Linked DNA regions of Mus musculus: all the other regions are linked to region 1. Evidence: chromatin contacts called from public HiChIP or PLAC-seq and promoter capture Hi-C data. All regions are on one chromosome and are shown on one strand. Each heading gives the region's core, a stretch centred on a gene start, on an enhancer-like site or on the middle of the called end of the contact. The rest is flanking DNA. Distances are from core to core; before and after follow the strand shown. Region 1 holds the start of Vac14 (Vac14 homolog (S. cerevisiae)). Region 2 holds the start of Ist1 (increased sodium tolerance 1 homolog (yeast)). Region 3 holds the start of Wdr59 (WD repeat domain 59). Region 4 holds the start of Atxn1l (ataxin 1-like). Region 5 holds the start of Ap1g1 (adaptor protein complex AP-1, gamma 1 subunit). Region 6 holds the start of Phlpp2 (PH domain and leucine rich repeat protein phosphatase 2). Region 7 holds the start of Mlkl (mixed lineage kinase domain-like).

Evidence for each region. Promoter capture Hi-C pulls out the DNA fragments that hold promoters and counts their contacts. HiChIP or PLAC-seq counts read pairs in DNA pulled down with a chosen protein or histone mark.
Region 2: a contact with region 1 is called in a promoter capture Hi-C map of liver, with 4 times the contacts expected there. The contact joins the promoter of Ist1 here to the promoter of Vac14 in region 1. A contact is called at or near these places in 4 of 39 promoter capture datasets (the 3T3-L1 cell line, cranial neural crest and liver), 4 of 484 Hi-C or Micro-C datasets (CD4 T cells, Th1 cells, bone marrow-derived macrophages and 1 more), 1 of 115 datasets of contacts at active chromatin or transcription factors (large pre-B cells) and 1 of 9 other capture datasets (adipose tissue).
Region 3: a promoter capture Hi-C map of pre-B cells shows a contact between it and region 1, with 4 times the contacts expected there. The contact joins the promoter of Wdr59 here to the promoter of Vac14 in region 1. A contact is called at or near these places in 2 of 39 promoter capture datasets (liver and pre-B cells) and 1 of 484 Hi-C or Micro-C datasets (pre-B cells).
Region 4: a FOXA1 HiChIP or PLAC-seq map of pancreatic cancer cells shows a contact between it and region 1. The contact joins the promoter of Atxn1l here to the promoter of Vac14 in region 1. A contact is called at or near these places in 1 of 39 promoter capture datasets (pre-B cells) and 1 of 115 datasets of contacts at active chromatin or transcription factors (pancreatic cancer cells).
Region 5: a contact with region 1 is called in a promoter capture Hi-C map of liver, with 4 times the contacts expected there. The contact joins the promoter of Ap1g1 here to the promoter of Vac14 in region 1. A contact is called at or near these places in 3 of 39 promoter capture datasets (hippocampal neurons, liver and pre-B cells), 2 of 484 Hi-C or Micro-C datasets (CD4 T cells and CD8 T cells), 3 of 115 datasets of contacts at active chromatin or transcription factors (astrocytes, effector CD8 T cells and large pre-B cells) and 2 of 9 other capture datasets (adipose tissue and liver).
Region 6: a promoter capture Hi-C map of the SN4741 cell line shows a contact between it and region 1, with 4 times the contacts expected there. The contact joins the promoter of Phlpp2 here to the promoter of Vac14 in region 1. A contact is called at or near these places in 6 of 39 promoter capture datasets (the 3T3-L1 cell line, 3T3-L1-derived adipocytes, the SN4741 cell line and 3 more), 3 of 484 Hi-C or Micro-C datasets (the HL-1 cell line, embryonic stem cells and pre-B cells), 3 of 115 datasets of contacts at active chromatin or transcription factors (astrocytes, memory CD8 T cells and pancreatic cancer cells) and 1 of 9 other capture datasets (embryonic stem cells).
Region 7: a promoter capture Hi-C map of liver shows a contact between it and region 1, with 2.2 times the contacts expected there. The contact joins the promoter of Mlkl here to the promoter of Vac14 in region 1. A contact is called at or near these places in 5 of 39 promoter capture datasets (the C10 cell line, liver and pre-B cells).

What each region holds. Positions count from the first base shown.
Region 1 is chr8:110,616,971-110,620,695 of GRCm38.p6, reverse strand. It overlaps Vac14 (Vac14 homolog (S. cerevisiae)), which reads right to left and starts at 2,129. Exons shown (of 19, transcript NM_146216.3): 1 at 1,703-2,129. The coding sequence starts at 1,806.
Region 2 is chr8:109,691,265-109,694,989 of GRCm38.p6, reverse strand. It overlaps Ist1 (increased sodium tolerance 1 homolog (yeast)), which reads left to right and starts at 1,696. Exons shown (of 10, transcript NM_028018.2): 1 at 1,696-1,806.
Region 3 is chr8:111,520,523-111,524,247 of GRCm38.p6, reverse strand. Wdr59 (WD repeat domain 59) reads left to right here and starts at 2,141. Exons shown (of 26, transcript NM_001170742.1): 1 at 2,141-2,320. The coding sequence starts at 2,267.
Region 4 is chr8:109,735,875-109,739,599 of GRCm38.p6, reverse strand. Atxn1l (ataxin 1-like) reads left to right here and starts at 1,820. Exons shown (of 4, transcript NM_001080930.2): 1 at 1,820-1,969.
Region 5 is chr8:109,776,993-109,780,717 of GRCm38.p6, reverse strand. It overlaps Ap1g1 (adaptor protein complex AP-1, gamma 1 subunit), which reads right to left and starts at 2,135. Exons shown (of 24, transcript NM_009677.6): 1 at 1,756-2,135.
Region 6 is chr8:109,866,726-109,870,450 of GRCm38.p6, reverse strand. It overlaps Phlpp2 (PH domain and leucine rich repeat protein phosphatase 2), which reads right to left and starts at 1,848. Exons shown (of 19, transcript NM_001122594.2): 1 at 1,734-1,848. The coding sequence starts at 1,832. Gm17344 (a long non-coding RNA gene) reads left to right here and starts at 1,921. Exons shown (of 4, transcript XR_003947453.1): 1 at 1,921-2,155.
Region 7 is chr8:111,336,484-111,340,208 of GRCm38.p6, reverse strand. It overlaps Mlkl (mixed lineage kinase domain-like), which reads left to right and starts at 2,004. Exons shown (of 11, transcript NM_029005.3): 1 at 2,004-2,385.

The DNA of each region.
Region 1 (3,725 bases), core at 880-3,379:
CACTGTCTGAATCTTAACCGTTTCTCAAAGGCCCGTGTATGCACGGTGTAGGTAGCCCTCTGTCTGGTTCATTCGGAGTTGACAGAGTTTGAGAGTTAGGCTTATTGAGAGCTCCTTTTGGTGTGTGCCCTTGAAGGGCTTCATCATGCCCAAAAGCTACAGGTCCAACTGACCACATACTACCCTGTCCATTTAAATCTCGAGTGTTTGATACAGCAATGAAAACCTAATATACACTGCAACTTCACAAAACCAACAGAACTCACGGACACACAATCATACCTAGACACTATCTTTGGGTCACACTATTCGGCATGACAACAGAACTGTGCTAAGCACTGCAATGCAAGGCAGTAAACAGAAAAGAGGGGAAAAAAAGGCGGCGGCTGAGGAAAGAAACCGCTAGCGTGAGTACTGCAAACAAATGGAAGGGTCTTCTTACCTAAGCCCAAAGCCATTAGTCTAGGGCAAAGCAATTGTTCTCAACTAGTGTGATTTTGATTCTTTAAGGGACATTTGGCAAAGTCTGATGACAATTTGGGTTGTCACAACTGATGGAGTACTACTGGCATCTAGTGGGTAAAGGGCAGAGGTACTACTAAAAAAAAAAAAAAAAATCACACAAGCTACAGAACTGCCCATCACAACCAAGTATTGTGCTTCCCAAATATCAACAGCACCGAGGTTAAAAAACTTTGAGTAAAGAGTCTATCCTAGTCAATGAGTGAGCACCACTCCATAGCTTAGGGCTGGCCATGTGACCATTGTACAATGACTGAAATGTTCTCTAGTCTGCACTGTGCAGCTGTAGTGGTTGGCTCCTGAACACCCAGATTATGGGTAGTGAAACTGACGTGCTGAATTTACAATTTGTACTGATTCATTACTTTGTTGTTGTTGTTGAGACTGGATCTAGCCCCGTGACCAATGCTAATCTCAAACGAGTACAGTATTTCTGCCCGAGCCTTCCAAGTGCCAAATCTCAAGCCTGTGTCACTACTCTGGTTAACTTAAATTTACATAGACACATATGGTCCGCTGTTACCAAGTTGGATGTCTTAACTCCTAATGTTTTTCTAGTTTTACAGGCTGCTGCTTTCTACTCTTCTGAAACCACCTACTCAACTGACTGTTACTAAGATTTGGCTGGGGGAAAAACACGTGCTCTCTCACATACTCAGCAAAACATTACCGAATTAAACATTCCCTATTTCGAACACCTGGAAACACCAGTGCACTATTACACACACGTATACTATTGCAGAAGCGGGGAAGGGCAAATCTTCCCATTTTCACTTGCAAGGGAGGGTGGCCTGACAATCTTCTGAGCATTGGATCACGTGCTTTGACCTATTTCTACACTTGGCCACTTCAGAAGCTGCAAAGAGAAGGCGGGACACCATAAGCAAATTCTCCACCTCCTCAGAGAGGCCACTCTCCGATCTAGCTGGCTTTTGACTGAGGCCACACTGAATGTGTCAGGTACTGCGCTAGGTTCTGCACATACCTTAAGTCAATTCATTTTCACTGCTATCTGGGAGCACCAGGAGGTTAAGACTAGCAAAGATAGGGCTCTTGGATTTCCCGCTCTAAAGCAATGTGCTAAGAGCTGAAACCGGAGAGGTCAATACCGAACCCTCGCCGCGGGCAAGCAGAACCGCTAGGCGCTGCAAAGCCAGGGCGGGGTCCCAGGAGCTCTTACTTCTCGATCTCCAGCGCTGCAACCTTCCGCTTTTCGTAGAGTTTATCATTCAGGGCCCTTACGATGTTGGGAGTGAGCGGCGCAAAATCCTTCTCTGGGTTCATGGTGGCAGCTCGCGCTGCGCCTGGGAGCCTCCAGACACCTTAGCCCGAGGTTGCCTGGGCCGTGCCAGGGCCGGGGGAGTGTGCGGCTCCGCGCGGACACCGGAGCCTGCTCATGGGCTATGCCGCCCAGGGCCCGCCTGCCTCGTCCCGCCGCCACGCGCCGCCTCGGGTCCCCCTGCTCCGACCCTGCTCTCCCACGCGCGACCCGGTCCGCCCCACGGCTCACGCGACCAGCTCCCGCCAGGAACCGGCAACGCTCACTGGGCCGCGGCCATGTTACTCAGGTCACGTGACGCCGCGAGCACTTCCGCCTTCCGCCGACCGAAGGTTCCGCCCCCCCAGGCCACGCCCTCTCGTGCTTGCTGCAGCGGATTGGCCACACTTGTCAGGGATCCACCCCACTCTTCACCTGCTGCTGGCTTCGGTGCGGGTTTTTGCTGAGAGTGAAGAGCAGGTGGTGGGAGCCGTTTCAGGCTCACTGCCAGAGCTTTGCGCAGAGCGGGGGGCTTCTGGAAACAGTTTATAGAGGGAGCCTAACTCAAATTTAATTTATGCATTAATTCTTTGGTCACTTAACAGTCACTTTCGCGTATGCCAACGTTTCCACCATTTTCACCATATCTTAACCATCTGTCTGATTTTACATTTTATTTCTGCGTGTGTGCATGCACCAACGAGCGCCTTTGGAGGCCATAGGGCAACTTGGGAGGGAGTCGGATCTCCCCACCCACTCACCATGTGGGGGTCCCAGGATTGAGCTCCAGTCCGCCAGGTTTGGCGGCAGATGCCTTTGTCTGCTGAGCCACCCCTCTAATCCAATTATTATTTTAGAGACAGGGTCTCAAACTCTCTCTATAGCTGAGGATAGCCTTGAAATCTCGATTCTCATGCCTTTATCTGCTGAGTGCAGGGATTACAGGCAAGCGTCACTACAGTTGATCTTATGTGGTGCTGGGCGTGGAACCCCGGGTCTGGTCAAGTCTACCAACTGAGTCAAACCCTCAGATTGTATTTAATACACATGTGCTACTCAGATGTGTGTGTACATATGTATGGAGATCCGAGGTCAGGTGTCCTCTTTTTTTTTTTTTTTTTGTTTGTCTGTCTGTCTGTTTGTTTTTTCGAGACAGGGTTTCTCTGTGTAGCCCCGGCTGTCCTGGAAGACCAGGCTGGCCTTGAACTCAGAAATCCTCCTGTCTCTGCCTCCCAAGTGCTGGGATTAAAGGCGTGAGCCCCCATGCCGGGCAAGGTGTCCTCTTTTGCTCTTATTTTTCCACCCTTATTGAGACAAGGTCTTATGTGTCCTAGGCTGGACTCTATGCATAGTGATTAAAAAAAAAAAGTCCTGGCTAATTTTTATGTCAACTTGATACAAGCTAGAATCATCTGAGAGGAGGAAGCCTCAATTGAGAAAATGCCTCCATTAAGATTGGGCTGTAGGCGAGCCTGTAAGGCATTTTCCTAATTAGTGATTGATGTGAGAGGGTCCTGCCCACCATGGGTGGGTCCACACTAGGCAGAGGTTGCTGGATTCTATAAGAAAGTAGGCTGAGCAAGCTTTAAGGAGAAAGCCGGTAAGTAGCATTCCTCCATGGCCTCTGCATCAGCTCCTGCCTCTATGTTCTTACTTTGAATTCCTTCAGCGATATAAGCTATATGGCGAAATGAACCATTTCCTCCCCCAAGTTACTTTTGGTTTTGGTGTTTTTATCACAGTAGTAAAAACCTTAATAAGATAATAACTGAAAGGTTAGGTTCCTCAGGCCTCCACCTTCCTTATTGCTGGGATGACAGGCGTGGGCTACCACACTGGGTTTATGTGGTGCTGAGGACAGAGTGGGAGGCTTTGTGCATGCTAGTCACCTAACTGAGCTACACGCCCAGTCCCGACCTTTTCTGTAATGAGATCTTTCACTGAA
Region 2 (3,725 bases), core at 447-2,946, 930 kb after region 1:
AGGAATAACCACTACAGAGATCCCCTGGGGTTGAAATTAGGTGGTTTTGAACCACCTGTCACAGGTGCTGGAAACCCAACTCTTGTCCTCTGGAAAAACAGTGTTCACTCTTAGCCACTGAGCCATTTCTTCAGCCCTGACTTCAGTATCTGAAAACATAATAAAGCTAGCAAGGACACTCCAGTCCTCATCACCATTAAACAAACAAACTGAAGCTTTATGGCTGCCATTTTACCTTTATACACATAGGCATTTCTTACATGAAAAGATTTTATACAAAATAACAATATCTGATATGTATGCCTTTATTATCTAATGACATTCATCTGAAAAAAAAAAAGGATTGGTTAGTTTGAAACTGTATCTAAACAATGTCCACACACATTCGCACCTTCGGTTGGGTTGTCCCTAGGCACTTTAAATATGAACAACCTGCCCCTTAAGTGCTGCGATACTTTTCTATCATCGGAGCCAAACAACAGCCATCTTCAGGAATGTAGCTGTGCCCAAAGATCATCATATTTGAAGGAGGGGCCAAGAGGGTCTTGGAACCCTCACCTGGGTATGCCTGCAATCGATACCAGCTGTTGAACGTACTTCCGCCCTAATTACGTGTAGCCTGGGGAGGGGCTAGAGTGTGGGCTGGAGAGCAGTAGGGAAGTGGGCTCCATCCATGCCAGGAAGCCTTCATTTCTACTGGATACTTTCCAGTGCAAGCTTATTTGAAGGAGAGTGATTACTCACTTGCTTGTTAAGTGACTTGTCACCTATGGTCTGTAAATGAGCCCAATAAACTAATTTGTGCTTCAGGGGAAATTTTTCTATCATTGTACTTTGTTGTTGGGACTGTGTGTGTAGAAAGTGTTAGCCACAAATGTCATGATCTCATTGCAGAACTACAATTTTTCTATGCAAATATTTTGCTGGGGGAACGATCTGAACATTTTATGGGAACCAAATATTGTGTAATTCTAAGGTCCTAGTATCCTGGAGCTTTGAACAGCGGCACATGGTTACAAGCCAGTTATTTTCAATTCATATTATCCTCCCAAAGTAACCTGCAGTCCTCGTTTTACCACTGACCCAAGACAAGCCACAGTTTTGGTCTTGATAGCTGTGGCCTCATAGCAGGGCCAAGAGCCAGAGAACAGGAAGGCTCTTTCTCGCTTTCAAGCCCAGAAAAGCCTCTGAATACAGATACAAAATAAGAGCGAGAGTGGAGGCTGTGCAGAGTACATTAGTGAAGGTGCGGGGCGGACAGTGTCGGTGGAAAGAGAGGCGGTGGAGGAAAGTCGGCTCCACAGCGCTGAATCTCGCCCAACCATCCCTCCGAGGTCGGAGTCCCAGGACCGACCGACCGACCGACCGACCGACCGGTGAGCTAAGTGGGGAAGCCAGACTCCGCTCGGATCCGCGGGCGTTTGCGAGACAGTCTGCAGCCGGTTTTTCCAGGGGCTGGAAGAATCTGGAACAAGGGTACCGGGCACAGAATCCAGGAGAAGCCTCCACCCGCCCCGCCGCGCCCGGGGCAAATTGCAAGGCGCGCCCTTAGCAAATGACTCAACCCACTGCGTGACGTTAAGTGTCACAAGTCAGGTCCCACGCCTCCGCCGTGGGAAATAGTCCCTCGCTCCGCCCCTTGTTGTGTGCGCAGCCAATCCCTGCTAGGTAGGGCGTGGCTAACACCGCCCCCTTGGATTCCTCCGCTCGAGTCCGCGGTGGGGAGGTCGAGGGAGTCGCCATTTTGGATGCCGAGCGGCTCCTCGGAAGTCGGCTTCTTCCGTTTTCACGTCCGGATCCCTCCAGGTGAGCGTGCCCTCCTTAGACCTAAGCATCTTTGTCTCCCTCTTCCATCTACGTCCCGCTTTTACGGAACCCCAGCGTTAGTCTGTAGGACCGTGAGGACAAGCCGTCCGCGCCGTGTCAGCGGGGGAAGCCCTGGCAGTCGGGGTCAGGCCTGAGGTCGGGCTCCGGCCGTGGGAGGAGGTGGGACCGCCTAGACAGGTGCTGGCGTCGCTGTTGCCCCCGGCATGAGCCGGGCACTGAGGAGACACCCCTCTGCAGTGCGGTCGGGTCGGGACCCTGAGGGAGGCCTTGTCCCCACCGCCGCGGTTGCTGCGGGGTGAGTCAGACCAGGAGAGCCCGAGGGAGCGCTCCTCTTCCGGGTCCTGGGGTCAGGCGTGGCCCTCAGGACCTTGAACTTGAGCTAGGATGCGGACCGGACCAGGGCTGCGGCCGACTGATGTCAGGGGGAGGCTACGGGGGCTTATTGTGTACAGTCTGTTGTTGTTGAATGGCTCCCGGGAGGAGACTGTCATTTCTTTTGTTGTGCCTTCTTGGTGTTTGTTCTGGTTTTGTTTGTTTTTGTTTTTGTTTTTGTTTTTTTGTTCTTACGAGAACAAAACAGTATAATCCCTCCATCAAACAATCAACCTGTGTTTCATTGTTTCAGTCAGACTTTTCCATTTCCATATGCATGTCTTTTTCCAGCTTAGTAAAATATTAGTCGGTACATTTGTTAACATCTCACACCCTTCAAGGTTTTTTGACCTTCGTGGGGGAACTTCACCGCATCCTTGTGTTTAAGTCACGCGGCTTCTTAACATTTTCACTTGATAAAAACAATGCTTTCTTCCCCTGATTACTTTCGTAGCCTTTCTCTTTTTCTTCTTGTGCCTCTGGTTTCTAACAAGACCCGAGCCTCTAGAGTCCTTAAGTAGACTCTGATCCACTTAATTTAGGCTCTAATCGGGATCAGGTCCCAATTATATGTAACCTTTTGTGGTTTAAAGTGCCAACACTTCCCAAAACGAAGTGTAGTCTATGAAAATTATTTCATGTGGAACCCTTAAATTACTGATAACGAGGTTTCCTTTTTTTTTTCTTTAAATATTTATTTTATGTGTATGGTGTTTTGCCTAGACCCTTTATCTAGGGTCCCAGGCATATCTGCATCATGAGTGTGCTTGGTGCCTGTGGAGTTCAAAGAGGGTTTCAGATCCCCTGGAACTAGAGTTATTGGGCCGTTGTGAGCCACCGTGGGGGTGTTGAGAATTGAACCCAGGTCCTCTGCAAGTAAGCACCAGGTAGGCTAGGAGCTGGATTGAATGACGAGGAGGAAGGCTCATGTGGTGGCTAGGCATTTAGAGGCCCTTGTGGCCAAGCCTGGTATAAGTTGATCCTTGGTACTTGCATGAAAGAGTACCCACAACTGTTCCACGCTTGTACTGTGGCCCTTGCAAATGCATATGCACACGTGCACACACACACATCAAAGTTTGAAATTCCTTCTTCCTTAAGTTGGCACTCTCAACTGTTTGCTTCACAAACTCATTAGTAGCCAGTACCACAGTTGTTATTTTTCTGGTGTTCTGCCTGCTAGATTGATGAATTGCCAAAGGGGTATATTGAGGTTTCTAACTATAACTAGATTGTCGTATTTCTTTTTGCTGCATGTCAGTTTTTGTTTCATGTGTTTTGCATCTTTTCTCATGAGAGGCATTCAGAGTTACAGTTGTGTTTTCTTGGTGAACTCACCTATTTAGATGGCATGCTCTTCCTGTTAACAGTAATTAGTTGGTTCTTTTTTCATCTGGATACTATTGGGACAGGTTTGTTGTGTAGTCTAGGCTGGGTTACACTCATGATCCTCCTGCCTGTGTCTCTCATGCTGGGAACCACCTATGCACTAGTAGCCTTCTCTTTTATGTATATGCATGTTTTCC
Region 3 (3,725 bases), core at 892-3,391, 900 kb before region 1:
TATATATATATATATATATATACATATGTATATGTATATATATACACACACACGCACACACACATATATGAAAAAATATGTATATATGTGTGTGTGCGTGTGTGTGTGTGTGTGTGTGTGTGTGTGTGTGAATACACTGATGCTCTCTTCAGACACACCAGAAGAGGGCATCAGATCCCATTACAGATGGTTGTGAGCCACCATGTGGTTGCTGGGAATTGAACTCAGGACCTCTGGAAGAACAATCAGTGCTTTTTTTTTTTTTTTTTTTTTTTTAAAGATTTATTTATTTATTATATGTAAGTACACTGTAGCTGTCTTCAGATACACCAGAAGAGGGCATCAGATCTCATTACGGGTGGTTGTGAGCCACCATGTGGTTGCTGGGATTTGAACTTCGGACCTTCGGAAGAGCAGTCGGGTGCTCTTACCCACTGAGCCATCTCACCAGCCCACAATCAGTGCTCTTAACTGCTGAGCCACCTCTCCAGACCCTTGTTCACACTCTTAATGAAGCTCACACTCTTTTCCTTTTCATAGTATACCCTTCAAAATCTTAATATACTGAAACACTCAAATGTCACCTTCAAGGTGCCACTTCAGGTCTTCAATTTAGGTTATGCCATCTTCACACATTGCTCGCAACTCTATAATAATATGCAGTTCATTCTGCCAAACATTTATCTACCATGGAGGGACCAACTGTTCTTTTTTCTGGTACTGAAGGGTTCTCTGGGATGCAAGTTTTTTTTTTTGCTGGTTATAGTGGTAAAACCTAGACTGTTCCAGGCAGACGACAGTGAAATGATAGTCACCCTAGCCTACAGACAAGTTTGTCTGACCTTTATAACCAGCGTCTGCTGGGGGAAAGGAGTCTACACCTCCTCTCCATTCATGCAACGATCTTCAGAGAGGAATGCTGGTGACAGTTTATACTTGAGCCTTTACAACATGTCAGGCCTAGTGCTTGGCTCCTCTCAACAGCTAAGTATGATATACCCCCTTCTGTAGACAAAGAGATGCTAAGCCAGTTAACCCAGGACTTCAAAGGATAGGGTTGAAGAGGAGCCAACTAGTATCTACTATGCTAAACTTCCTGATTAATTTTTATTTCATCCTCAAAAATTGTCTAAGACTCCAAAAACTGTGTGGATAAAGATATTGCTAGTGTTAGAAATTAAAACCATGAATAGGGAAAAAAAACCATTATGGTTAAATGGCAACTACCATTAACATTAATTACACATCTTCAGTGAAAAAAAATAACACTTTTCAAAACCAAAATGATGTTATCAAAAAGAGGGTCAGCCGGGCAAGTGGTGGTGCACGCCTTTAATTTCAGCATTTGGGATGCAGAGGCAGGCAGATTTCTGAGTTCGAGGCCAGCCTGGTCTACAGAGTGAGTTCCAGGACAGCCAGAGCTACACAGAGAAACCCTGTCTCAAAAAAAAAACAAACAAAAAAAAACCCAACCAACCAACCAAACAAAAAAACAAACAAAAAAAGAAAAGAAAAAAAGAAGGAAAAAAGTCATGTCGTTTAATATTCAGTTTAAACTTCCTCTCAGAGTAAATTCCCTCTGTACTACACATCCTCGGGAGAACTATACCGCACAGTGATGTTAGTAAGATTATAAAATTGTTTTTACCTTTAGGGACTTGTTTTCTCCTCCACCCCCAAAGTGTTGTTCGTGGAGAACCTCAGGAACTACTTCAGAGGCACGGCTGTACAGCATGAAACAAAAAATTGTGCACTCAGATTTTTCAAAGCCTTGATGGCAGGAATCAGAAGAGGTTTTTTCCCTTGGTAGGGATGTAGGTTTTGTTTATAGGCTATGTGTAGGAGAATACGGGGATACCAACCAAATACCAGCAAAAATACAGGACAACTGCCATCTACTCTCTGAACTCAGGCTCTTCCTGGGTAACTGACGCTGTGCTGACATTTGACTACAATTCCCAGCAGAGCTCACGGCAGGGGGCGTGTCGGCAGCCGCGGGGTGCCCAGGTGACTCGTACTGATGACGAAATGAAGGGGCGTTCCTGTTTTGGGGCAGACCTGGTCCGTGGTTGGGGGAGAAAGCAGAAGAGGCGGGGTCTATCATTGGGGTAGCCAATCAGTTGTGGTCAAGTGAAAGGGAGAAACTGGGCGTGGCCGGATTTATTAGCAGGCTGTGTGGGGCTTACTCACGCGGGGAGTCTCGGACTTGGGGGTGGGGTTGGGGGTGGAGGGTCGCCTGCTGGCACCCCACGATCGGGCTAGTGAGATGGCGGCGCGCTGGAGCAGCGAGAACGTGGTGGTGGAGTTTCGAGACTCTCAGGTGAGCTGTGCGTGAATGGAGCCATCTGGGAATGGAGCCATCTGAGCATGCGCTTTCCGTGGTTTACACCCTCACCCGCCCCCCCCCCCATCCCCGCACCCCTGCACCCCCGCCTTTTCATCCATCCCTTTGCTCAGGGTGGGAAGATGGACGCGGTGCTCATCTGGAGCTGTCAGTCAGGATAGCTAAGGAAGCTTTGATTACTGGTCAGGACAGTTAGGGCAAAGGCGTGTATGGCCTTTAGGGTTCCAAACAGGCTTATGGTCTTGGGACGCCAAGATAGTGATTGTAAATGCTAAAGGGATTCTGACCTTGTTCAAGGTAGTGAACTGGGGGAGGTGTCCACTCCCTGAGGTAGTCGACTGCACTTGGTGACTTCGGGAAAGTTGCAGAACTTCTCTGAGCCTCAGTTACTTGGACCAAGTCTCACCTTGGACCATTTTGGGGGTGAATTTGTGAAATACTGTTTTGCGGAGCATCTGTTTCAGCCTAAGTGGTTGCTAATGTGGGAAATACTCTGTCGTTGACAAGATACATGTATTGCTTAGATTGGACACCTGTGAGCCCATCCCTCACATCACTCTCCACGCCTCGGTTTTCTTTTCTTTTTTTCTTTTTTCTTTTTCTTCTTTCTTTTTGGTTTTTCGAGACAGGGTTTCTCAGTGTAGCCCTGGCTGGCCTGGAACTCATTCTGTAGATCAGGCTGGCCTCGAACTCAGAAATCTGCCTTTTTCTGCCGCTGCCTCCCAGATTAAAGGCAAGCGCCACTACTGCTCGGCTATGCCTAGTTTTCTTACCTGTAGAAGGGAGGTTATTATACTTACAGGACTGGCATGAGAATTTTATGAGGCCACATGTTTAAGAAGTGTGGCACATGGCAAGCTTTAAAAATTGTTAACATTGGAGGCCTGCAAGGTGGCTGGCAAAGGCACTGCTGCCAGGCTTGCCAGCCTGAGTTCCAGGACTCACATGTCAGGAAGAACCAGCTGCCATACAATGGTCTCCTTCCTCCATCTGAAAGACTCCGAGAGGAGCCCCTCACTCAGGCCTCGGGACAATAGTGGACACCCAAGAACTCAGGAGAGACCAAGCTTGATGCAAACCACACAAGGCTTTATTTGGGGAAAGCCAGAGCTCTGGAGACGACTCATATCCCACGCAGGGGTAGAGGAGTCGACCACGAGGGGAAAAGGGGCCCAGTTTTTATAGGCCTTCAGGGGGAAAGGAGAGGGAGGGAGAAGGGGATTTCCAGATCTAAACAATGTCTATTCTCAAGAAATGGGTATGGGAGGGGTACAAGGAAAGAGTCTGGTGCAGGTGTAGCAACTCTGGATTGGCCCGGCTGTGGTTGCTGGGGAGATTTTCTGACTCTTTCTCAGCAACCAATATCACAAACACCTGGCAA
Region 4 (3,725 bases), core at 571-3,070, 880 kb after region 1:
TCGTTCCCCAGCTGAAAAGTTCTGAATTCATACAGTTGAATCCTTCTTAACAGTCTGCTTTACGGGAACCTTTATTACCGCGACCCGCAGTTCTGGTTCTGGAATGAGGGATCTTCCTTGCGCCAGTCCCGAGTTTTTTCTCGTCCCGGAATTCGGCACCAATTGTTATTAGACGCGTTCTCACGACCGGCCAGGAAGAACACCACAGACCAGAATCTTCTGCGGCAAAGCTTTATTTCTTACATCTTCAGGAGCCAGGGTGCAGGAAGCAAGAGAGCAAGAAGCAAGAGAGCAAGAAGCAAGAGAGCAAGAAGCAAGAGAAAGAGAAAACGAAACCCCGTCCCTCTTCAGGAGCATTCTCCTTCGCCTCGGACGTGTCACTCCCTGATTGGCTGCAGCCCATCGGCCGAGTTGACGTCACGGGGAAGGCAGAGCACAAGTAGTCATAAGATACCCTTGGCACATGCGCAGATTATTTGTTTACCACTTAGAACACAGCTGTCAGCGCCATCTTGTAACGGCGAATGTGGGCGCGGCTCCCAACACTTCTGTTTTCTCTCTCTCTCTCTCTCTCTCTCTTTTATATAAAACACGCATAATCACTTTTTCTGTATAAATGTAATCTGAACACAAGACCAACTATTGGCCAAATGTGGGGCTTGCCTGCTGTGGTGGTTTGAATGAGAAACTTCGATATAGGCTTAGATGTTTAACTCTTGGTGGCCAGTTAGTGGCACTATTAAGGTATGTATGGCCTTGTTAGAGTCCCTATGTCACTAGGGACCTGGCTTTGAGGCTCAGAGCCACAGGCAATTCCAGGTTCAGTCTCTCTGCTTTGTGCTTCTAAGTTCTAGATGTGACCCCCTCCTCTCTGCTCCAGCCTCTATGGCTGCTGCTCCCTGCCAAGCTTTCCCACCACAATGGACTCCTAACCCTCTCAAATGGAACCACAAACTCAAATCCTTCTGGCAGTTGCCTTGATTGTGTCTTATCCCAGCAACAGAAAAGAAACGAATGCACCAGTGATACCATCAACTTGAGAGATAGAGGCAGGACGGTTAAGAGTTCAAGTTCACCCTAAACTACACAGTGAGTTCAAAACCACTCTGAGCTACTTGTGACCCTGTCTCAAAAACAAATGAACAAATAAGAAAAAAAAAATCCTCCCCCTCCAATCAGCAACCTAAATCAGCCATTCATTTTTGTGTCTGCTTAAGCCAATCAAACTTTCATTCAAGTATTTAGTATGAACTGGCATTATATGGGTGACAATATTCCAAACCAGTAGCCAAGCCCTGTATTCACTAAGCCAACCTGCTTTCCACTGTAGTAAGAATCCCGTCCTTATTGCTCACCCACTCCCAGGTCTTCAGTACTTTTTCATCTTTTTCTAGGTCCTGCACAGGCACACTTTTTTTTTTTTTTTTTTTTTTTTTTGGCTGCCTCAGGCTATTTCTAACTTTACAAGGCTCTTGACCCTTGAAAAGGTCTGGGCCCAGCTCTCTCTCACCCTGACCCTACAATGACCCTTCCATCTTTCTACTCCAGTAAATTCTGGGGCATCATAAACAAGGCCCCAGGGATCTCCACTATCTGGACTTCTAGTGACAGCTTGTGAAAACTTCTCCAGGGAATCCAGGTCTGGGAGCTTTTTAAGGAAACATCACCTACTCCCTGGACCCATTCAGTGGGACAGGCGTTCATTTTCCCACCAAAGGGGGGCGCTGGGTACGATGGGCAGGCGGCCAGTTTCCTCCTGTGTAAGTAGGCGGCGCTCCCAGGCCAGGGTGACGTCATCTCTCCGCGTCGGGGGGGGGGCGGGATGCGCTCAACGCCATCTCCGGGCGCCCGGCTTGGGGGGGTGCCCGCTGGGTGTGGGGCGGCTCCGGGGCCGGGGATGGCGGCGGCCGCGGTGGCGGCGGCTCCGGGACGAGCGGGAGGAGTCCTGGGAGCTCCGTGAGATGGGCCGGTGAGTGTCGCCTGGAGCGGTGGCCGCTGGGATGGCCTGAGGCCAAGCAGGCCTGGGTTCGGAGCTCTAGTGGAAGGGCCCCCCTAGAAGCCCGTTGCCTCACCCCGGCCGCGGGCCCCCTAAACAGCGGGCAGAGCGAGCGAAAGAGGCCGTGCCTAGCCCCTCTAGATGCTGCTTTCCCGCCTGGCCCAGAAGGCGGCCTCAGGCCCTGATGCCCCGACGGGGTTGTCCCCGCGGGTCAGGATGTCCGAGTTCTCAGGGCGGGAAGGGGCCCCAAACAAGGAAGCGTCGCCAGCGGGGCCTGGCCTCACCTCCACGTCCGACCCCCTACCCCGACTAACCCTAAACGTAGACTCCCCCAGTTCAGGCCTGTACCCCTGTCGGAACAAGGATCATCAAAAGCCATCATCCCTGGTGTCTCTCCCTTTTTGCTGCTCCCTTTTTGTGGGGCGCACCTCTCCCTCAGTGAATTTGGGTCCCCCTCGGTGTGCAGTCTCTTGATTCCATTCCCTGCATGAAGAGGAGCTGCCTTCTCGGCTAGGTTGGCAGGTCTCTGGAATAGTTCCGTTGCCCCTTAGCTCAGGGCCACAAGTTGTGTCATTTCCCATGAGAAATTCTCCAAAGCTGCACCCTACACCCACACCCGGTTTCAGATTTTGAAGTGTTTTGCCTTGTGGGAACCTGGTGGGCAGGCTGAGCTTTCTTTTTGCCTCTTTCCGTCCTTTCATTATTTTGTGTTTGCTAACTCCTCGGTGACCCATAGACGGATTTTCCTTAGCTTTTTTTTTTTTTTTAGCTACAGAGGGCAAGCATCATTTTGGGGGATTAAGAAAATGAAAGAAAGCTGAGTGCTTTCAATTAAACGTTTGATGAAGAATGAGTGCGTGACTTGTACCCACTTGGTGATTTATTTGTGGCATTAGGAATCTGTTTTTCCACATTTCCATCTTTCGTGTACCCTTGAACCATGCCTATCTTAAGTAAACGTTGCCTTCAGTTGGATCGAGCTTGCAATATTCTGACTTTGACAGAACAGGTTCCTCGGTACTAGTCAATACTGCTAATCCAGTTGTTAGGACTTCGTTGGCCCCGGTTTTGGTTTTGGTTGTTTTCTTTTGAGAGGGTCTTATGGAGCTCAGGCTGACTTCTGACTTGCTAAATAATCGAATGTAGTTGGTGAGTACCTTGAACTCACGATCCTCTTCTTTCTACCTCAAAGGTAGTAAGATTACAAAGTGTCCACTCCCATTTCCAATCTGTGAGGTGCTAGAGATGTAACCTCGGGCTGGATGCATGCTAGGCAGGCACTTTACCAACTGAGCTGCATCCGGAGCCTTGAAAGGCCATGTTCTTTAATTATTGATGTTTCTGGCAAGTGTGGATTCAGATATTGGTAGCTTAGTAATAGTTTTGTTCCCCTTTGTTAGCTTCATAGAATCAAAATGGCGTTTTCATTTTCTTTCACATTTCATTCAGTACTTAGTGTAAAGTCACGTATAAAATTGTGTGTGTGCGCGCGCACATACACACACACAGGAGCCCTTTTACTTTTACTCAGAAAATCTGTTAATATAGCTTTCACTTTGAGTAACTCCCCCTTGACCTCTTTCTCTGCCCCAGAAACATAAATAATTGTTCCTTTTCCTCTAGTGACAGCTTTCTTATTTGAATAATCTCTACATCTGTGTGTTCATGGGCCACTAATAAAGCAGAAACTCCCAGCTTCTCATTGCTCACATGCAGGCAGTATGAAGTC
Region 5 (3,725 bases), core at 886-3,385, 840 kb after region 1:
ACCTGTAAGAATTGACCTGTTCTCACAGTTCAAAAGCTTGATAAGAATAAAGCAGCGTCACAGGGCTGGAGAGACAGCTCAACAGTTAAAAGCACTGACTGCTCTTATACAAGACATGGATTCAGTTCCCAGAACCCACACGGCAGCTCACACCTGCCTAGAATTCCATTTCCAGAGGATCCAAAAACCCTCTTGTGACTTCCACTGGAACTGAGTGTGCACATGATACACATATAAATACCGGCAAGACATTCAGATAAAAATATAAATAAATCTTCAAAAATGTTAAATAGAGCATCAATATAAAGTTTACAACTATTGAGAGACTTGACTTGCTTCAAGTTATAAACTTAGGTTTCGAGTCACCTGTGATCTCAAAGAAGTTATTCTCTTTTGCAGATGCAAAAACCTAGGCTGAGATAAAACGGGCTGGGGGGGTGTGATTCAACCACACTCACCTAACTTGAAATGTAGGAAATAACCAGTGAATTATTGTGAAATGTTTTTTATTCACGCATACTGGACTGCAGGAATACTTTAAGAACAGAATTAATGAAGCTATCATTACTTTGAAGATCCACAGGTTTCAAATCAAACGTCTGGCAAATACTCCAGGCAACGGTGGAAATGGATGCTTAAAATCTAACTAGTCTGAGAAAAGTCAACATAAGAAGTCAGCAGCGTTCATTACTATACAAACACCTGAGGGGTGCGGTCACTAAGAGACCATTCAGCTCGCTCTTCTGTTAACTAATCCCTATAGGAACCAAAAAAGTTATCTTCCTTTCTACCTACGTCAGATTATTATTCTCCAAGGGCAGCTTTCCATGCTCAAGCAAATATAACGCTAAAAGAAAAAAATAAATAAAAAGTATCAGTAAGTGCCCCAAAGCTCAGCTTTCAGAACAGAAAGAAATGCAGAAAGTTATTTTCACAGCTCCTTCGCACCCAAAGCCACTTGGCCTGCTTTAAACCCATTTGCTGCGGAAATACACCCTAGGGTGGTTCGACGGCTCTCCGACACCAAGCCCTAACTGGGAAGCAGAACCGACAGTTCCAGGCAATGAGGAAGAGCCTGAGAATTACTAGAAACCGACGTCCGCAGAACCGAGAGTTGGAGAGGAGAGTGAATAGTGCGGTCTCAGGTGAGTTCTTTAAAAGAAAAAGAGAAAGAAGAAGAAGGAAGAAGAAAAAAAAAAAAGCGAAAGTGTTTGGACCAGAAGTTAGTTGGAAGGTTAGAGGGAGGCGAGGCCGATGTCCGGCTTTCAGTGGACGGCACTGCAGGGACCAGGCAGAATTGCCCCTGCGTGGGAAATGCTCAGAGTTCTCAGATCTGACCCGAGTCCCCAACACAAGAACGCTGATACGTGGCTCCGAGAGGACACGCGGGGGTGGGGCCCGGCCCCGCTAAATCCTAAGCTCCCCGAACGGAGCGAGCTTTCAAAGGAGCCTCGCAGCCTGAGAAAGTCAATGGGTTCAAGGAGGCCTGCGGCGGCCAGACCACGCCAAGGGAAGAGGAAAGCGACCGCGCACGACAGCTCCGGCTCTGAAGCTCCCGAGGTCGGCCCTCAGGAAGTCCAAGCAAGCCCGGGGCTCCCGGGTCCCTCCTGACCCAAACCTGGGTCCTCCTCACCCCCCACCCCCCACAGGCTGAGCCCGGACCCCTGGGACTGACAGGAGGTTTCCGGCCAGACGCTCGCGGCTGCGGCAGAGCCCAAGAGCCGACCCGCCCTCGGTGCCGCGAGTGACACTCACCGGCCCGAAACCTCGAAGGAAACCAGCAGCTTCGGGGGCGGCGGCGGCAGTGGCAGCAGGAACCGAACATCCAAAATGGCGGCTCCCTCGGCCTCAGCACCGCGACTGCAGGCGGAGGGATCCCGGGCGAGGAGGGCGCCTCTACCTCACGCCTCGCGCTTCCCCGGGAGACGCCGCTCCCCGGCTCCCTCTCGCCGGCCGCCCCGCGTCCCTCCGACTGCAGCCCGTGCCGTCTCCCACCCCGGATGACCCGAGGACTCGGCCCCCGCCGAGGACTATTTGCCGAGGAGGAGGCGACTGCGCCGGGCAGAGCGACTCAAAGCGTAGCAAGGGTCGGGGCTGTCACTGATGACGCTCGACGCCGCTGCCGAGTCACCGCTGCGAGGAGTCTGAGCTAGCACGCTCCGGCCCGGCCCTGGAGCCGTCGCACTTTGGTTCCGTTCTGGGGGGAGGGGAAAACTGTGCAGCCAGGAAACGGTGGGGGTCACCTGAGGTGGGCGGAGCTCAGCGAGGGAGCTGGGGAAGGCGGAGAGGAGATGCAGGGGAAAGCGCATAGACATGGTGTGACCAGTTTTGTCCGAAAGGATTCCTAAGTGGTCCTCGTTGGCCAGAGGTTTCTGGTCAACATTAGAAACATGCTCCAAGTGGCTTTGGATTCTAGGGTTTTATGGTATCTTCAATTTTTTTTTTTTTTTTTTTTTTTTTTTTTTGCGAAAACAGGTAAAAAGATGAAACCTAAGAATGGATTCCAAGCACAGCACCACCGCCTTGTGCGGCAATCTCACCTACGATCCAGTCCCCTCCTGTGAGGGGAAAAAAGAATCTGGACAAATGTCAGCTAAAACTCTTCCAGAATAGCTTTTCCATCTATGATTGAATGAACTAATGACCTGAAGCAAAGAAAGTCTAACTAGACAGTTCCTGGCGTGATAAATAATTACTAACTTGTGACCCAAGTCTTTTCCATGTGAACCTAGAGATCCTTGATATCTTGGCCCATTTAAAGGAAAGGTGACCTACCTAGAATAAAATCTTTCCGATAGATTGACAACAAAGGTATCCCAGATGTGAATAAAACACAAGACTACACTGAATACCAAAGACCAGGAACTAAGCAAAAATCCTGAGTTTCAAATTTGAGTGTCATAAACAGGAAGTTGCATCTTTTAGACATTCGTTTTTCATGCAAGGATTTCAAAATACAGACGTTGAGCTGAGTAAGTCTAGCCATACAATTTTGACCTTGAATTTCTGGAGCATGCCAAGTGGCTGGAAAGAAAGGATACCAAGGGCACGATCAAATTTATTAAATATTGGTGTCATATTGATCATAAGGTACCATCGTATGTACAACCTAGCCCGCTAAGCAATCTCGTGAGTCAAAGTAAGTAACCAAAGTTTACAAATAATGAGATTTAAGACTTGAGAAAAACTACAACTGTCTCTCACAATGGAGTCTGCCTTAAGATGTCATCTTACACAGAAAATTCACCACACCCCATATACATATTCCAACCCATACCTACCGGTTTATAGAGCAGAATGCTTACGGAATTCAAATCCTCCTACCTTTCTTCGGGGCATCTGTACAGGGCAGCCCTAGGTACACCCTAAGACTAGAAGAACATCATAATGCTAGCACAGTGCAGATTACTTTGAGCCAGGCCTATGCATGAAACATGCCAAATTCACTGTGAAATTTCCGTAAAGGAAATCTTCAAGCAGAGATGCAAGGCAAAGGTAGCCAAGTTTTCCACATGGAAGATTAAAATAGTTTTTATGGGCCAAAATTAAGTGTTTACCATAGCAAACAACAAAAGTTTTATTTTTCTCTTTTCTTCTCCTTCTCCTCCTTCTCCTTCTCCTCCTTCTCCTCCTCCTCCTCCTCCTCCTCCTCCTCCTCCTCCTCCTCCTCCTCCTTCTTCTTCTTCTTCTTCTTCTTCATCCTTTCTCTCCTCCTCTTTTCTCCT
Region 6 (3,725 bases), core at 599-3,098, 750 kb after region 1:
ACGAGGATTAGTGTTAACTAATTCAGGAAAGCAAGGCCAGGAAGGCCTTTCAGAAAGACTTTCATGGCAAGAGCTCAATTCTGACCAAGAATCAAGACTGACCGACCCATCACTGGAATCTTTCTAATGATCCCAAAATGAGAGCTTCAGGAACCCTCCATTCATGCAATTGGCCATTTCAACATGACCCAAAAAGGTTACAAGAAAAGTTTTTTTTTTTTTAAATTGACCATCCTCTGCATACCAAAAGCCATTTGATATCTCTCAAAACTATTTCCTCATAAGTTAGTCCTGCAGATCTCTTGCCTGTACTGAATCCACTCACAATTTACAGTTCGTTATTTGCTATCATTTTAAATATCTGGAAGACTTTGAGTAATTACACTTCGATTTATGCTTGAGTAAATTCCAGTGTAGGTAACAGTGTAGGTAACAGTTATGAAGTTAGTCTAAAGTAAACTATGCATTAACACTGGGAGGTGCCAGAAAATAAAATTTCAGTCTACTGAGTATTGGTTTTATGAATTCACTAAGTACAACAAATAAATTTTTCTGCTGCTTCCATCTTTGTGCTACTTTACTAATAATCTTAATAAAAGGAAATATTACTCAACAACAATCTCATTTAATTACTTAAGGTTTGCTTTTAACATTAAGTATCTTCGATGTTTGGCAGACTGGTTTCGAAACACATTAAATCTTAATTTTCTTCCCCTTCTTTGGCAAGTTTTAAATCCTGCCAATTGCTCTTCTAGAACTCTAGAGGAATTCCATTCCACTATTCCAGTTCGTTTATATACTGAACCTACAGAAAAAAATGTCTCTGCACTATTTCAGAGGTTAGTAGAGAACTCCACCCAGTTAGCCACCTTTTAGCCATCTCTGCTGACCTCACCTCAGCTCACCTTCTGCATTCTTCCTGCATAGAAACTTCTTGTCATCACTCACCTTCAAGGCTCCACTCCCCTTTCCCCTGCATCTGTTTTCCTATCCTCCTACTCCCCTGATTCTACCAAAAAGCCCCGCTTAGCTGCCTGTTGCATAACGGCTCCCCCACTGCCTTCTCCCCGGATTGTCAGCCAAGCAGGAGTGCCCCTTCGGGCTCTGCTCTCCCACCCCCGCCCCCCAAACCCTGCAACACGCCCAGCAGGTCCACAGGCAGCAGATCCTCCGGGACTGTCCCCCGAGCGGGAAGCGCGGGGTGTTGCGTCTTGGAGCCGAGAGCCGGTTCGGAACTCCCGCAGCCAGTCCCGAGGGCAGCGTGGCCGCTCCCGCCGGCGCAGCCCGCGCACACCGCGGCGCCTGGCCAATCGCCGCCGCCATCCTCCAGCTGGGGTGATGTCTTCAGGTGTCCGCCGAGTCCTGCGTACTCGCCGCCTGACTCCCGCCAGGCGCGGCCGGCCCTCGGAGCCCCCCGGAATCCGTCCCGGGGCCCCGGGCTAGGCCCAGCGAGGAGACTGAGGTCCCGGGGATGCGGGGAGGAAGGAAGGTGGGGGCAGCGGCTGCCCGAAGGCGTGGGCCTGCCGGGCGGCGGTCAGGGATGGACAGCGCCGGGGACCAGGGCGGCGGAGGCCAGGGCGGGGGCGCGGCCCGGAGGCCCCACAGCAGGCCCGCGGCGGCCCGGCCAAGTGCAAGCGGCCCAGGGACGCAGGGCGGGGGGCGCCCGCCGCCTCGGGCAGCTTAGCGAAGGCGGCCACAGCCCTCTTGCTTCCTCCCTCTCCCTGCCGTCTCACCTTTAGGACCCGAATCCCTCCGGGCCGGCGAGGCGCCGCCGCTTCAGGTGGCTCCGGGGGCTCCAGCGGGCCCGCGGGCACGGGCTCCACCTCCCCCATTGGCGGCCAAGGATTTACAGAGACGCCCGGCCCGGCGCGACAGCGCGAGCCTCGGAGGCGCGCGCGAGCAGCGGGAGGCCTCGCCCCTCCGCCTAGACCCCGCCCCTAACCAAGACGCTCCGCCCCCTTCGGTCCCTCCCCGACCCGCTGGACCTGCGTAGTCGTCAGCCTGGCGAGGCCGGAGTAGAATTGTGGGAGGCTGGCGCCACTGCAGGCGGAGTAAGCCTCTGCTGCGCTCCACCCTGAGCTCCTAGGACCAGGGCGCAGGGAGAGCAATTTGGTACTTTCTGGATCCTCCAAGAAGCGGCCAGAGGAAGTGACAGGTAAGGCCTGCACCTGTTAAAATAGACAAGATACAACCCTCCACCATGGGCGGCGCTGGAATTCTCCATCCAAGACGCTTCCTGCTCCCAAATGTGTCTTGTCCCCTGGCACCCACTGGGGGTGAAAGAACTGTTGCTTATACTCACCTCTTAGGGATAGCTGGCGACCTTCTTCATCAAACCACCTCAAGTACACTAAGCTTTCCAGGCACAGTTCAGTGTCCTTTTCCTGTAATCAAAGTATCAGATTTCCTTTCTCGTCCTCAACCACTCAACCAGTAACATGGTGTGTAAGCCCGCTTTCTATTTTGCAAGTCTTAATTCACCTATTTTAAAAGCTGACTCTTTTTGTTCCTGGAGTGAAAGATAGTTTTGTGGTTAGTGGGCCAAATTATAAGTCTGCCTAATTCCAATTCCAAATCTCAATTGTACTCTTTTTTTTTTTTTTTTCTTTTGGTTTTTCGAGACAGGGTTTCTCTATGTAGCCTTGGCTGTCCGGGAACTCACTTTGTAGACCAGGCTGGCCTCGAATTCAGAAATCCGCCTGCCTCTGCCTCCCAAGTGCTGGGATTAAAGGCGTGGGTCACCACACCCCGTTAATTATACTCATTATTAGATCTATACATTCTATACATGTACAAATTACTTGATCTAATTCTTTCGGATTTTTTTTTTTTTTGAGACAGAAAATTACACATAGCCCAGGCAGACCCGAACTCACTATATAGCCAAAGCTGGCCCTGAACTTTTAGAGTCTCCTGTCTCCACCTCCCCAGTGCAGATGTGCACCACTATGCCCAGCTTCAGGTGGGTCTTCCGTGTTGTTATGGGTATTAAGTCTATGCAACACAACACGTGTATGACTGATGATAGAGGCCAGAAGACAGTGTCGGATCCTCTGGACCTGGAGTTATAGATGGTTGTAAATTGACAGGTGAACTCTGGGAGTTGACCCTGGGTTCTCTGGAAGAGCAGCCAGTGCTCTGAACCACTAAGCCATCTCTCTAGACCCTTGCGTTGGTTCTTAAGGAGTGAATGAACTAGATTAACATCTGCCTGGCCATTATCAAGGTGGATTGGACAGAACAAAGAGCCTAACTCATATTAAAGATTCATAGTAGCCACTGTAATTCTGAAATTCTAGGTTTCCCAAAAGGTGATTAGCATTAAACTGCTCCTACATTTTGTAAGAAGCCTTCTAGATCTCTTCATTTTTAGGGCTTCCTCTCTTATGTATGTGTTGAATATTCAGCCAACTTGTAAGGGATTAAAAAGCAAAACAACTTCTAAGATAACCGGGCAAAGGGTCACTTATTACCCATTGCTTCAGTTTGGCCTGTGCAACTACTTGTCTGGAGTATTTTAACTGTAGGCTTAAAAGCAACAGCATTCGAGATAGACCTGGCCCGCCCTGTCTTAAGATGTTTTGTTCAATTTGGAGCTAATTGACATGTCAAGATAAAACTTTGCGGGCTGGCTAGATGGCTCAGCAGTTAAGAGCACTGACTGCTCTTCCGAAGATCCTGAGTTCAAATCCCAGCAACCACATGGTGGCTCACAACCACCCATA
Region 7 (3,725 bases), core at 755-3,254, 720 kb before region 1:
CCAGATTTTCCCTCCTCTGCCTTTGCCAGGAGAGTTGACTCACAATATATCATCTCTGTGATGGTTTGTAAATGCTTAGGCCAGGGAGTGGCACTATTAGGAGTGGTAGCCTTGTTGGAGTAGGTGTGTCACAGTGGGAGTGGGCTATAATACCCTAGTCCTAGCTGCTAGGAAGTCAGTACTCTGCTAACAGCCTTCAGATGAAGATGTAGAACTCTCATTTCCTCCTGCACCATGCCTGCCTGCATGATGCCATGTTCCAGCCTTGATAATAATGGACTGAACCTCTGAACCTGTAAGCCAGCCCCACTTAAATGTCTTTATAACAGTTGCCTTGGTCATGGTGCCTGTTCACAGCAGTAAAACCCTAACTAAGGCAGGCACATACATAAATCTCTAGACCTAAGACAACTGACAAGGGAGAACAATTACAAAGTGGGCCTGATGGCCCGAGTCTGTTATTCCAGCCACATGGGAGGCTAAGAAAGCAGGGATCACAAAAGTTCAAGACCTCCTCAGGTAACTTAGAGAGACATTGTCACAAAACAAAGAGGGGGCTGGCTCGGTGATAGGGAACTTGCCTAGCAAACACAGAATCCTGGGTTCAATCCACAGCACCACAGAAAAGAAGTGTGGTGGTGCACTTCTGTTATCCCAGGATGAAGGAGGGGAGGCTGGAGGACCAACAGTCTAAGAACACTCTTGGCTACACAGTGAATTCCATGCCAGCCTGGGCTACATGAGATCTTGTGGGGAATGTCTGTGGGGAGAAAGGGCAAAAAAAAAAAAAAAAGAGAGAGAGAGAAAATGGAGCAGGTGCAATGGCTCAGTGGTTAAGAGCACTGACTGCTCTTCCACAGGTTATGAGTTCAAGTCCCAGCAACCACATGGTGGCTCACAACCATCTGTAATGGGTTCTGATGCCCTCTTCTGGTATGTCTGAAGACAATGACAGTGTACTCACATAATATAAAATAAATAAATCTTTAATAAAGAAAAGAAGTGAGAAAACAGGTAAACTAAGCCCCCCAGACATCCCTGAACTATGTTGCCTCAAAGTAAAATGTCTCCCCATACAATTTATTTCTATTCTTTCCCAGCTATATAGCATGAGTCAGCCAACGGCATTTTCTTCTTTCTTTCCTTCCTCTTTTTAAATTTTGTTTTAGTTTTATTTTTGAGATATATATCTCAACATATATCTGAGTGTGTGTGTGTGTGTGTGTGTGTGTGTGTGTGTGTGTAGAGCTTTAGCGCTCTTGGAACTGGATTTGTAAACTAGGTTGGCCTCGAACTCACAGAGATCCTGAGTGCTGGGACTCAAGGTCTGTGCCACCACCAACTAGCTAATGAAAGGTTATTTCTTATACTAGCTAACTGGGGGTATAACTGACAAATAATAAACTCATCTTGAAAAATAACAAAGTTTGGAGATGACCTTAGAAGGGGAAAAAAAGGAACTGACCCCTACTTGGGTAACTTCACACTCCCTTAAACTTCCTCCATTACTCTCCATCCCCTGCCCCAGGATTATTCAACACAAAGCAGCTAAAGGAACCGCCTCAGCACTTCTACGGGTTACCTCCATTTTTATGTATTTACCGGTGTGGTATGCATGCGTTTGCGTGCCAGGGCCAGTGCACACGTTGAAGTCAGAGGACAAGGCCTTTTGCCTCGAGAGAGGAAAATGACTCAGGACATCCGCCTCACTTTCGTTTTCTTTTTCTTTTTCTTTCTTTTTTTTTTTTTTTAATTATGCTGAAGTTCCAGGCTATCCCTTACACTGGCTATCAGGGCTCTCTGCAACCTTATTTTCTCAACCCCCAAATTCAAGACCTCAAACAGAGAACCTGGGAAGAGTAACTATTTAATGGATTTGGGGAAAGAATCAGCCAACTAGGGGCTTCAACTGGGAGCTGTCCAGAGAGCGGGTGTGGGAAGCTGGCATATCTCCAGTAGGAGTAGAAAGCCGGGGGAAGGCGTGTCAAACTGGCCGCGGCTTCCGGAGCAGAACTCTGGACAGAAATAGCTGTCGGACAGGTTGGTTTTGAGGACTCTGCTGGAGCATTGCTGCGTTGGCCCAAATTTGACTTTAGGCGGGAACCGCGGCTGGTGCGGAGTTCCTCCGAGAGGCGAGAGCTTTAAGGTTGCACCAAGGGAGGGGACTCAGGACACCGGGGACCTGCTCCGACCTGGCGTGCATTGTCAACGAGGCAGAAGACCGCGGTCCGGGAGCGGCGGGAGACTGATGATCCTACAGGAACTGAGCGCAGGATAGACCGGACGAGCGCCCCTCGGAGATCACGTAGAATCCAGTGAGCTGTAGCGCGGCAGGAGGAAGCAGGAGAATCCCAGAATCACAGATTGGACTTCCTGGAACTTAGGGTGAGTTGGTTTCGATTCCCTAACTAAATTGGGCTGTTATTCTGCTGAGATCTCTGCTGACCTTTTTTTGCCCAAGGAGGATGGAGATCGAGGAATGGCATTCGAGGAAAGGCAAAAGGTGGGGACTGGGGACCCGCCCCGAGGTGCCCAAGTCGTAGAGTAGATGGGTAGTCAGTAGGACAATTAATTTCCAGCACAGACGATTACGGGGGTTTGGGGTAGGGGTGGGGGAAGCGGGGACTCAGGACAGGGTTTCTCTGGGTGGCTCAGGCTGCACTGGAACTTGGAACTTGTTCCGTAGACCAGGCCGGACATGATCTCAGAGATCTGCCTGCCTCTTGATTGCCAAGTGCTGAGACTAAGGGCATGTATGCTCCACCATTACTCAGCGGGATTCCAGTTCTTAACTATGAACGCCCTCTTCCTTTTCTGGGGCCCATTTCACGAATAATCTAACGTAAAGTTTTTTTTTTAAAGGGCATCTGATTTTTTTTAGACTATTTATTTATTTGTTTATCGAAACAGGATCTCACTGTGTAGCTCTGGCTGGCCTGGAACTCACTGTATAGTCCAGGCTGGGGGGGGGGGGGAGGATATGAGTAATTAATATATTTAGTAGTGCTTCCAGATTTTTCTCCTTTGCTCTCAGACATCCAAGAAAGAGCCTTGACGACTTGGGCTCACCATCTGGGAATGGCTGGGCCCCGAGATCCATTGATTTTTCTCTAAGAGCGTCCTGACAGGCTAGAGAGATGGCTCAGCCATTAAAGAGTACTCTGACATTAATGCCTGTGCCTCCTGCCCAGGAATCCTGGGGACAAGGAAAACTAATTACTCACATGCTTGATTTCAGTTTGGCTGCTTTTTCACTTTTTTTTTTTTTTTTTTGGTAAGATTTAGATTTATTTAATTTGTTTTATGTGAGTACACTGTTGCTATCCTCAGACACACCAGAAGAGGGCATCAGATCCCATTACAGATGGATGTGAGCCACCGTGTGGTTTCTGGGAATTGAACTCGGGCCCTCCAGAAGGGCAATCAGTGCTCTTAACCGCTGAGCCATCTCTCCAGTCCTTGGTTTTACTTTTTTACTTATGTTTTAAAGGCAGATTGGAATTTCAGGGAGTTATTTTCTCCATGTTGTGATCTGATCTGTAAATGGATTTATTCCTTTCTTTCATGAGTGTGTGTGTGTGTGTGTGTGTGTGTGTGCCACATGTGTATGGGTACTTATGGAGGGTAGAGTAAGGCTCAGAGCCCCTGGAGTCTTAAGTTATAGGCAGTTGTGAGCTGACCAGCATAGGTGCTAGACACTGATTCAAGTCCTATGAGCAGCAAGT